Linked DNA regions of Sus scrofa: region 2 is linked to region 1. Evidence: chromatin contacts called from public HiChIP or PLAC-seq data. All regions are on one chromosome and are shown on one strand. The core of a region is the stretch at or near the end of the contact, and the rest is flanking DNA. Distances in the headings are between cores, read along the strand shown. Region 1 holds the start of KIAA1841. Region 2 holds the start of PAPOLG (poly(A) polymerase gamma).

Evidence for each region. HiChIP or PLAC-seq counts read pairs in DNA pulled down with a chosen protein or histone mark.
Region 2: a contact with region 1 is called in an H3K27ac HiChIP or PLAC-seq map of alveolar macrophages. The contact joins the promoter of PAPOLG here to the promoter of KIAA1841 in region 1. A contact is called at or near these places in 1 of 5 promoter capture datasets (liver) and 1 of 2 datasets of contacts at active chromatin or transcription factors (alveolar macrophages).

Annotation. Positions count from the first base shown.
Region 1 is chr3:80,744,021-80,748,195 of Sscrofa11.1, forward strand. It overlaps KIAA1841, which reads right to left and starts at 2,286. Exons shown (of 20, transcript XM_021087516.1): 1 at 2,112-2,286.
Region 2 is chr3:81,023,335-81,027,509 of Sscrofa11.1, forward strand. PAPOLG (poly(A) polymerase gamma) reads right to left here and starts at 2,035. Exons shown (of 22, transcript XM_003125108.5): 1 at 1,708-2,035. The coding sequence starts at 1,724.

The DNA of each region.
Region 1 (4,175 bases), core at 1,036-3,535:
ATCAAAAATACTATTCATATTTTAAATTTGTATGTGTACTTCAAATATAATGTCTATTTATAATATATATGTTTAAGAATAAATCACCTAGGAGTTCCCATCGTGGCTCAGTGGTTAAAGAATCCAACTAGGAACCATGAGGTTGCAGGTTTGATCCCTGGCCTTGCTCAGTGGGTTAAGGATCTGGTGTTGCCATGAGCTGTGGCGTAGGTTGCAGATGAGGCTCAGATCCCACTTTGCTGTGGCTGTGGTGTAGGCCGGCAGCTACAGCTCTAATTAGACCCCTAGCCTGGGAACCTCCATATGCTGTGGAAGCGGCCCAAGAAATGGCAAAAAGACAAAAAAAAAAAAAAAAGAATAAATCATCTAGATGTGAAAATTTTTTTCTACTGACATTTTCTTTTTTTTTTGGTCTTTTTGTCCTTTTAGGGGCGCACCTGAGGCATATGGAGGTTCCCAGGCTAGGGGTCTAATCAGAGCTGCAGCTGCCGGCCTTCGCCAGAGCCACAGTAACGAGGGATCTGAGCCGTGTCTGTGATCTACACCACAGCTGACGGCAACACCGGATCCTTAACCCATTGAGTGAGGCCAGGAATCGAACCCGCAACCTCATGGTTCCTAGTCAGATTCGTTTCCCACCGGATCCTTAACCCATTGAGCGAGGCCAGGAATCGAACCCGCAACCTCATGGTTCCTAGTCAGATTCGTTTCCCACCGGATCCTTAACCCATTGAGCGAGGCCAGGAATCGAACCCGCAACCTCATGGTTCCTAGTCAGATTCGTTTCCGCTGCGCCACAACGGGAACTCCTGCCAATATTTTCTTTACACAACTGAATAATACCAAAGCAAGGGAAAATTATCCAGTATTAATTTCACTTAAATCAAAGTTCAAGAAAGCATCCCTTAGAGTCAGAATGTAAGTATGAAAGGCATAGCACTGAATACATAAATTCTCTCAGAATAGCTGGCACAGTGCATCCCATTCTGGAAAAGAAGTACAGACTTATCGAAAACTGACAATGGGGAAAAATTTGAAGCTCAAATTGCAGTATTACTAGATCTACTCCTATTCATGATAGAACAAGAAAAAGGTATTTTTTAGGCGTTCCCTGGTGGCTCAGAGGGTTAAGGATCTGGTGTTGTCTCTGAAGTGGCCCAGGTTTGATCCCTGGCCAGGGAACTTCTGCATGCCACAGGCAAGACCAAAAACAAAAACCTCTTCAACGTGAAACATGTTATTTGCCAAAAATAAAACTTCTATTTGTTTAACACACTACACTTTTTAAGAACACATCTCATGTCCTCTCTCCCTTTCCCATAATGCTGGATTATTTAAATGTATTAATAAGACCAATCCAAGTAATTAAGACAAAATAGAGGTCCACGACTGGCATCTGCTTTTTCCGTTTTTTCAAATATAAAAATGGTCTTGCAGACAGACTTGTTTTCCTAGGCAGTGGAGGATAGTAAGTGGGGGTGGGGGGCGGCATCAGAGCAGGTCAAAGGCCTTTGGCATAACAGAGTGGGCTATAACACGGAGTCACCCAGCACTGGGGTATAAGCCTTGTGCCCTGGCTTTCCGACACAACTGAGAACCGAGGCAGCTGGCTTTCATTGTGAAGGAGCAAAGAAAACCACAGCTGAAACGCAGGATAACGGGATCAAAGCCCTGCAAACCTTCGGCCCAGGGATTACGGCGCGGCACATCCTCAAGGCACCCCAGTCCTTTTCAGACTCTCGGCCTCCCCCGCACGGATCGAAACTCTCTGGGTGCACAGCGAGCCGGGGGCGGACAAAGGAGCCTGGCGGGTAACGGGACGAGGCGGGGGCAGTTGCTGGGAAGGGACCCGGGCGAGGCCGAGCTTGCAGACTTTGGGGCTCCCTCAGGTGGTCTGCAGGCTTCGGGGCTCTGGAGCAGACAGGGCCGGCAGGCTGTGGGCTGCGTGTGGGGCGTTTGGGGGCACTTTGGGCGAATAGGATGCCGGCCCAGCTCAGCCCTCCTCTTAGGGAGGAGGCCATGGAGGGAACTTGCTAGGTGCCCGCGGTACCGCCTCTCGCCGCACTTCCCGCCCCTAGCCGGCACCTGAACCCCCTCGGCGTCTCGCTCACCTCCACAAGGCCGCGGCGACCTTCGCTGCGTCTCCTTCACCGGCAGAAGCCAGCACTGCCGGGGCCATGAAGACCCCACAACCCAACCCGCAAACCCGGCCGGGGCGTCCTAGTTAGCTGTCCTTGTTAGCCCACAGGCGGCGGCGGGGTACCAGCGCCAGGGGCGGGGAAACGCCGGATCGACCCCGCCCGCCAATCGCAGGCCAGCGCCTCTGCAGCGGAGCCAATGAGAGACGAGATCCTGCTGCGCGGGCGGGAGTAGAGAAGCTGCGGTGGTGAGCGGGCGCCGCGCCTAGCCTAAGCCTTTTTCTTCCCCGCCCCCCTCGCATTCACTCCCTCAGGCTTGCCGCAGTGCAGCGTTGCCATCCTTTCAGCGTCTTGTCTCTTAGCAACCACATGCCCCGACCCTGAACTTAGGTGATCAACTCTGAGTCCAGAAGAAAGCGGAGCATAGGGGAAGTAGAAGAACTCAGATAAAGAATGAATTAAAACCGTTGTTGGCTTTGTATAGCTCCTTAGGTCAAGTAGAATGGGAAAGTTGCATGATCTGAGGGACATGGAAAGTATTTGGGTGAAGCATTGTCTTCAGCAGGAAGCATCTCTTGAAAAATGTAAATAGCTGTGGGTTACACATTAAGTTTTCATACATTAATAGGTTCAGCAAGTATGAACATTAAAGTTAGGCAAGATTTGTACCACAAAGAAGCTAGTTAGGTAAATTCTTAAAGAGAAGCTATTTGGTCTCTACTCCCTCTCTTCCTTTTTTTTTAATATATTTTTTTAATTTTAATTTTTTAATTACTCAAATGAATTTATCACATCTGTAGTTGTGTAATGATCATAACAATCTGATTTCACAGGATTTCCATCCCCCACCCCCCAAACTATCTCCTCCAGAGACCATAAGTTTTTCAATATCTGAGTCAGCATCTGTTCTGCAAAGAAGTACAATCTGTCCTTTTTTCAGATTCTACATGTCAGTGAAAGCATTTGATGTTGGTGTCTCATTGTATGGCTGACTTCACCTAGCATGGTAGTTTCTAGGTCCATCCATGTTGCAAAAAATCCTGGTATTTCGTTCTTTTTAATGACTGAGTAATATTCCATTGTGTACCACATCTTCTTGATCCCCTCCTCTGTCAATGGACATTTAGGTTGTTTCCATGTTTTGGCTATTGTAAATAGTGCTGCAGCCCTGTCTTCCTTTTGTAATCAGATAGGTTAGGGGGTACCCAGAGAAACAGAACCAGGAATGGCTTTCTTGAAATAAGGGAAGCCATTTTGGTCTATGCCATTTTGTGATCTATGCCTGGCCACAATGCTTGCCCTTGAAATAATGATCTTAAGGGAACAAAGGAGTGCAAGAACAGAGAAAAGGCAGTGATAGAGCAGAGTCCTAGCTCCTCCTCAAGAGATATTCATAATGATCCGTCTTTGAGTTCTGCAGGAACTAAGGCCCCCACCCAGGTGTAGGATGGAATAATGATGTTAATCCTCCGGCCTTCAATCAACTAAGACTTGGACTCAGCCAATCTTTGCCCCAAGTCTATGCTGAATTTTCCTCCACTCAAGCACCTTCATGAAATTGCATGTGCCTTTACCTGAAAACTTATCCAATTTTGCTATTCAGGGAGACACTGCTTTGGGAAAGATCTTCATTGTTCTTACTTGGGGCAACCCAGTTTTCAGATAACACTTTCACATAAGCTTGAACTCAGTTGTGATGGCGGTGAGGCAGCTTAAGCCACAAGGATAAGAACAACCCATGTGGGATTGATTGCAGAGAAATAATAGAAGGAACCTGGGTCCTGAATTACCTTTTGAGGCAAAGCTGCATAACAGGCCTCAGACTGTCTGCCTACCTCCGAACTGTTACATGAGAAAAATGTTTGTCTTGCTTTAGCCACTAAAAAAAACAATACAAAAAACAGATGTATTTTGCATCTGTTGTTACAGAAGCTCACTGTATTCCCTAAAAGAGAAAGTTAGTCCCTGAAAGTGATGTGCTACAGTAACAAAGATCTAAGGTACATGTGGCAGGTAGACACAAACTGCAGGCTGGTG
Region 2 (4,175 bases), core at 785-3,284, 280 kb after region 1:
TCAGCTCAAATGCAAAGAGCCTGAATGGGAGCTGGGCCAGGGCCACCTTCACTACACCCTGCAGACTTAAGCACCATCTACATTCAATCTCTGAAAAGCAGTCAGCCACTTGAAAGAAAACTCTAAGTAAAAACATTTGTTTTTCCCCCTCTCAGGAAAGAAACAAAAGCATCCCATTTAGTAGGTCCTTGTGAAATATTCTAGCTTTTAAAAAGAAATCACAACTATGTTTGTTCCTGAGAAGCCTACATTAACATCCTTTGCTTGAATCAGCCGCCACAGTCTATGACTCTAGTTAATTGTTTTCATTTAGATGGATACAACTATGAATCTTGGGTCCCACTTTCTTATCTCTATGCTGAGAAAGTTGATCATCAAGGGGCCTACTAGCACTAAAATTCCAATTCCATGGTTCTGAACATCCCTCACCTAGTCAGGAAAACAAAAGCAAGCAACAGAAGCCTACATTTCCCTCAACTCATCATTTTAACTTATAGGTAAACACCTTGGAGAAATTCTAGTTCAAGTGTACCAAAAGGCATGTACAAGAATGTTCACTACCACAGTTAACATTAAAAACTTAGAAATAAGACAATCACCAACAGGAAAAGGACTAAATTAGGGTGTTATCCCTACAATGGAATACAATACAGTAGTTAATATGAATTAATTAGAGCTGAAAACATTATCATGGACAAATCTCAAAGATACTATGTTTCACTATGGAAACTGCAGAATGACAAGTGTGATACTAGTTATATGAAGCTTAAAAACAAGTAAAACAATGCCAATTTGGAACATACATGTATAGCAATAGCAAAAAAAAAAAAAAATGCAGCAATGAGCATAAAATTCAGAACTGTGGGGAACTCTGGGGGAGGGGGTGAATGGGACCAAAGGAGGAGGGGGTAGGAGAATCCTTCAGATATACTCATTATGCTTGGTTTCTTTTAAATAAAGATGTGTATAAACACACACACACACACACACACACACACACACAGCACGTTATGTTTGGGGAGAGATGGATGGTGGCTACACAAATGCTGCTTATGCTATTCCTTGCATTTTTCTGTATGTTCAAATTATTTCCTAATAAACCAAAATGTCAAAAGCTTAAAATCCTGCCAGGAGGACACCGTTTCTGACTTACCCAAGTATGAGCAGGAGGAAGAGACCCGCAGATGCACGGTGGATAGGTGGGGAGGCCAGGGGAGGGTGAAAACAGCACAACCTTTATTAAAGAGAAACCCATGGGCTGGGGTAGGTCATTCACTCTTGAAGACCTGGAGACCGCAGGTCATGAAGACGGAGGAGGAGGAGGTAGGGGGATGGTATTTGCGCCAATGCAGACTGGAGCAGAAACCGGCTCAGACAGTGCTGGGGGCAGGACTGTGACCGACAATTTCTCCCTACGGACACACGAGCCTCTCTCCCGCCGCAACCTCATTTGGGGGCGTCCTCAGAGGTGGGGCAGCCAGGCGCAGATGGGGGTCTCCTGGAGTCCCCGAGTCTGTGCAAGGGTGCCAGGTGAGCGCCCAGTGTGTAGGGAGGTGCCCTTGTCGACCGGCCGGGTGCAGGGAAGGAGACCACCCTGCAGTGCTCCGGCCAGAACGCGGGGGCAGGAAACGAAAGCGGGATCCCGGGCCGACCATCCCTGCCCACTCCGTTCTGCCTCTCCCCCAACCGCCGCCCCCCAACACTTACGCAGACATCTCTTTCATCGCTTCCTGCGTCCCCCTCACCGGCGAGTGCCTTTCGCTCTGGAGTCCTGTTCTTGCTCTTCCCTTCTCCTCCTGTCCACTTTCCTCCGCTCGTTTGCAGCTCGCTTCCTCGCTCTCTTACTCTCTCACTTACTACGGCCGAGGCATCCAACCGAGTAGTGAAAACACCACAAAACCGGCTCTATTTATGACAATACAGCGCGGCCGACGCCAATATGGCGCCGCTTCCCAGCCTGCCTCTCGCCCGCCGTGGCCCCGCCCCTTGAGACCTGGACCCGCCCCCTCCCCACCCCGCCCCCTCCCCCTGGGTCCCGGAGGCTCCGGGTGCCCCGCCCATAGGAGGGGAACCGGCTCGGGCTGCAAACATAGGTCTCAAGGAGTGTTTGGTTCCTTCCTTTGTTCAGTGGGACTGTCAATCCAGGCTAACTGCTAGGAAGGTAATTTGGGACGTGTTTTCCTGTTTCTCTTATGAGAGCCTATATCATATATTTTAAAAAAGATCACAACCTTGCATAGAAAATACTATTTTAACTCTTTCATTATGCCACACCTTTAATTTAATAGGTCATAGTCATAGTCTAATCAATTCAGCCCTTGAGGAGATTATGTCCTGAGAAGGTCACACCCAGGAACGTGTGACTTTGCAATAACCCCAGAGAAGAGCAAGCTTGTCAATTGGAGGCTAACTGTTCCCTTCACCTCTAAGTACCTCCCCCTGATTAATGACGTTCTAGTAAAGTGGAAGAGGTTGATAGGAATGCTCGCAGTTTGTGATAGGATAAATAGAACACAATGAAAATCTCACACTTTTGAATATTGGAAATCGTGTTTCATGTGAGGATGAAAATGGTAAAGTGATGACAAATTTTAAAATGTCAAAGGGTAGAAATAATTTAAAACAGTAAGTCATTATAAGGAAAAGAATGTGAAGAAGCTTTTTCTTGGAATGTGACTCAGAGTCATAGTAGATAGAGAGTACATATAGAATCATTCATTCAAAAATATTTATTGAAAACCTAATTTGTGTCAAGCACTGTGGTAGGCTTCAGTGATTTAGTTGTGCACAAAACCAGAGGTATTCTCTTTTTTGGTAGGCCTGAGGCATGCAGAAGTTCCCATGCTAGGGATGAACCCATGCCATAGCTGTAACCAGAGCCACAGGGGTGACAATGCCAGATCCTTAACCTGCTGAGTCAAAAGGTAACTCCCAGATGTATTGTTTAGTGAGGAGACAATTGAATATAAGTGATATTCTTCTGTTGTAGAAACAAATCACCTACTATGTGTCAGGCACTAGAGATACTTAATTCCTGCTCTCAAAAGTTCAGTCTAGTGAAGGAGAATAAGCACATAGAGAGATCACTAAAATACAGTACAGTCTGTGATGGGATGCGGTTAGGAGATTTTGGGAGGCCCAAAGAGGGCCAATTAAACCTGGGGACAGGGGATGCTCAATAGTGGCTTTCTGGAATAGGGCATGTGCTTAAATTAGCAAGATTTGGGAATAGGGATTGGGTACAGGTGGTAGGGAGATGGCAAAACCTATCCCAGGCAGGATATAGTAATTGCTATCAAGGGCTTCAATGCCAGGGAGACCCAAATTCGAATTCTAGTTTTGGTACTTTCTAGTTTTGTGACCTTAGGGAAATTAACCTTAAAAAGCCCTTTCCTGTCTTTAAAATGAAGTTAATAGGATTGTAAAAGAATTAGAAGGGTATGTAGAGCCAAAATGAAAATTCAGACAGGCAAGAAATATCACTTTATTTTCTAAAACTTAATTTTTGACCTCAAGCTCCTCATTCTGAGCTGGCAGACACAGACCGTCTTGGTCATCCAGGGTCTCTCCCTTCCCACTTCTTGAGATCAAGGAATCAGGGGGAGTTAGGACAAATTGTACACAGCTGGGCCCTGGTAAATGCACCTTCTGCTGCATCCTGGTCTTGTTTAGAGCTCCTTATCAGGGCTTGTGGTCTTGCCCAGAAGCACCAAAGAGCTCATTCTTGCCACCTCTCCCCATCTCCCCAACAGCTTAGGGAGTCTTGCCAGACTAGGAGACTGAAAGTCTCCTTTCCTTGAGGTTTCCTTTTTTTTTTTTTTTCCTTTTGTCCCTTTAGGGCTGCACCTATGGCATATGGAGTTTCCCAGGCTAGGGGTCTAATCAGAGCTGTAGCTGCTAGCATACGCCAGAGCCACAGCAATGCCAGGTCTGAGCTGCGTCTGTGACCTACACCACAGCTCATGGCAAAGCTGGATCCCCAACCTACTGAGCGAGGCCAGGGATCAAACCCGCAACCTCATGGTTCCCAGTCAGATTTGTTTCTGTTGCGCCACAATGGGAACTCCCCTCCTTGAGGTTTCTAACCAAGATCTTTGTTGCTAGCTGCACAGGGTTCTCTCAGGGCTCAGCCTTGTTTCAAACATAAACACCAGAAAGATTTGCAGGCTGATTCT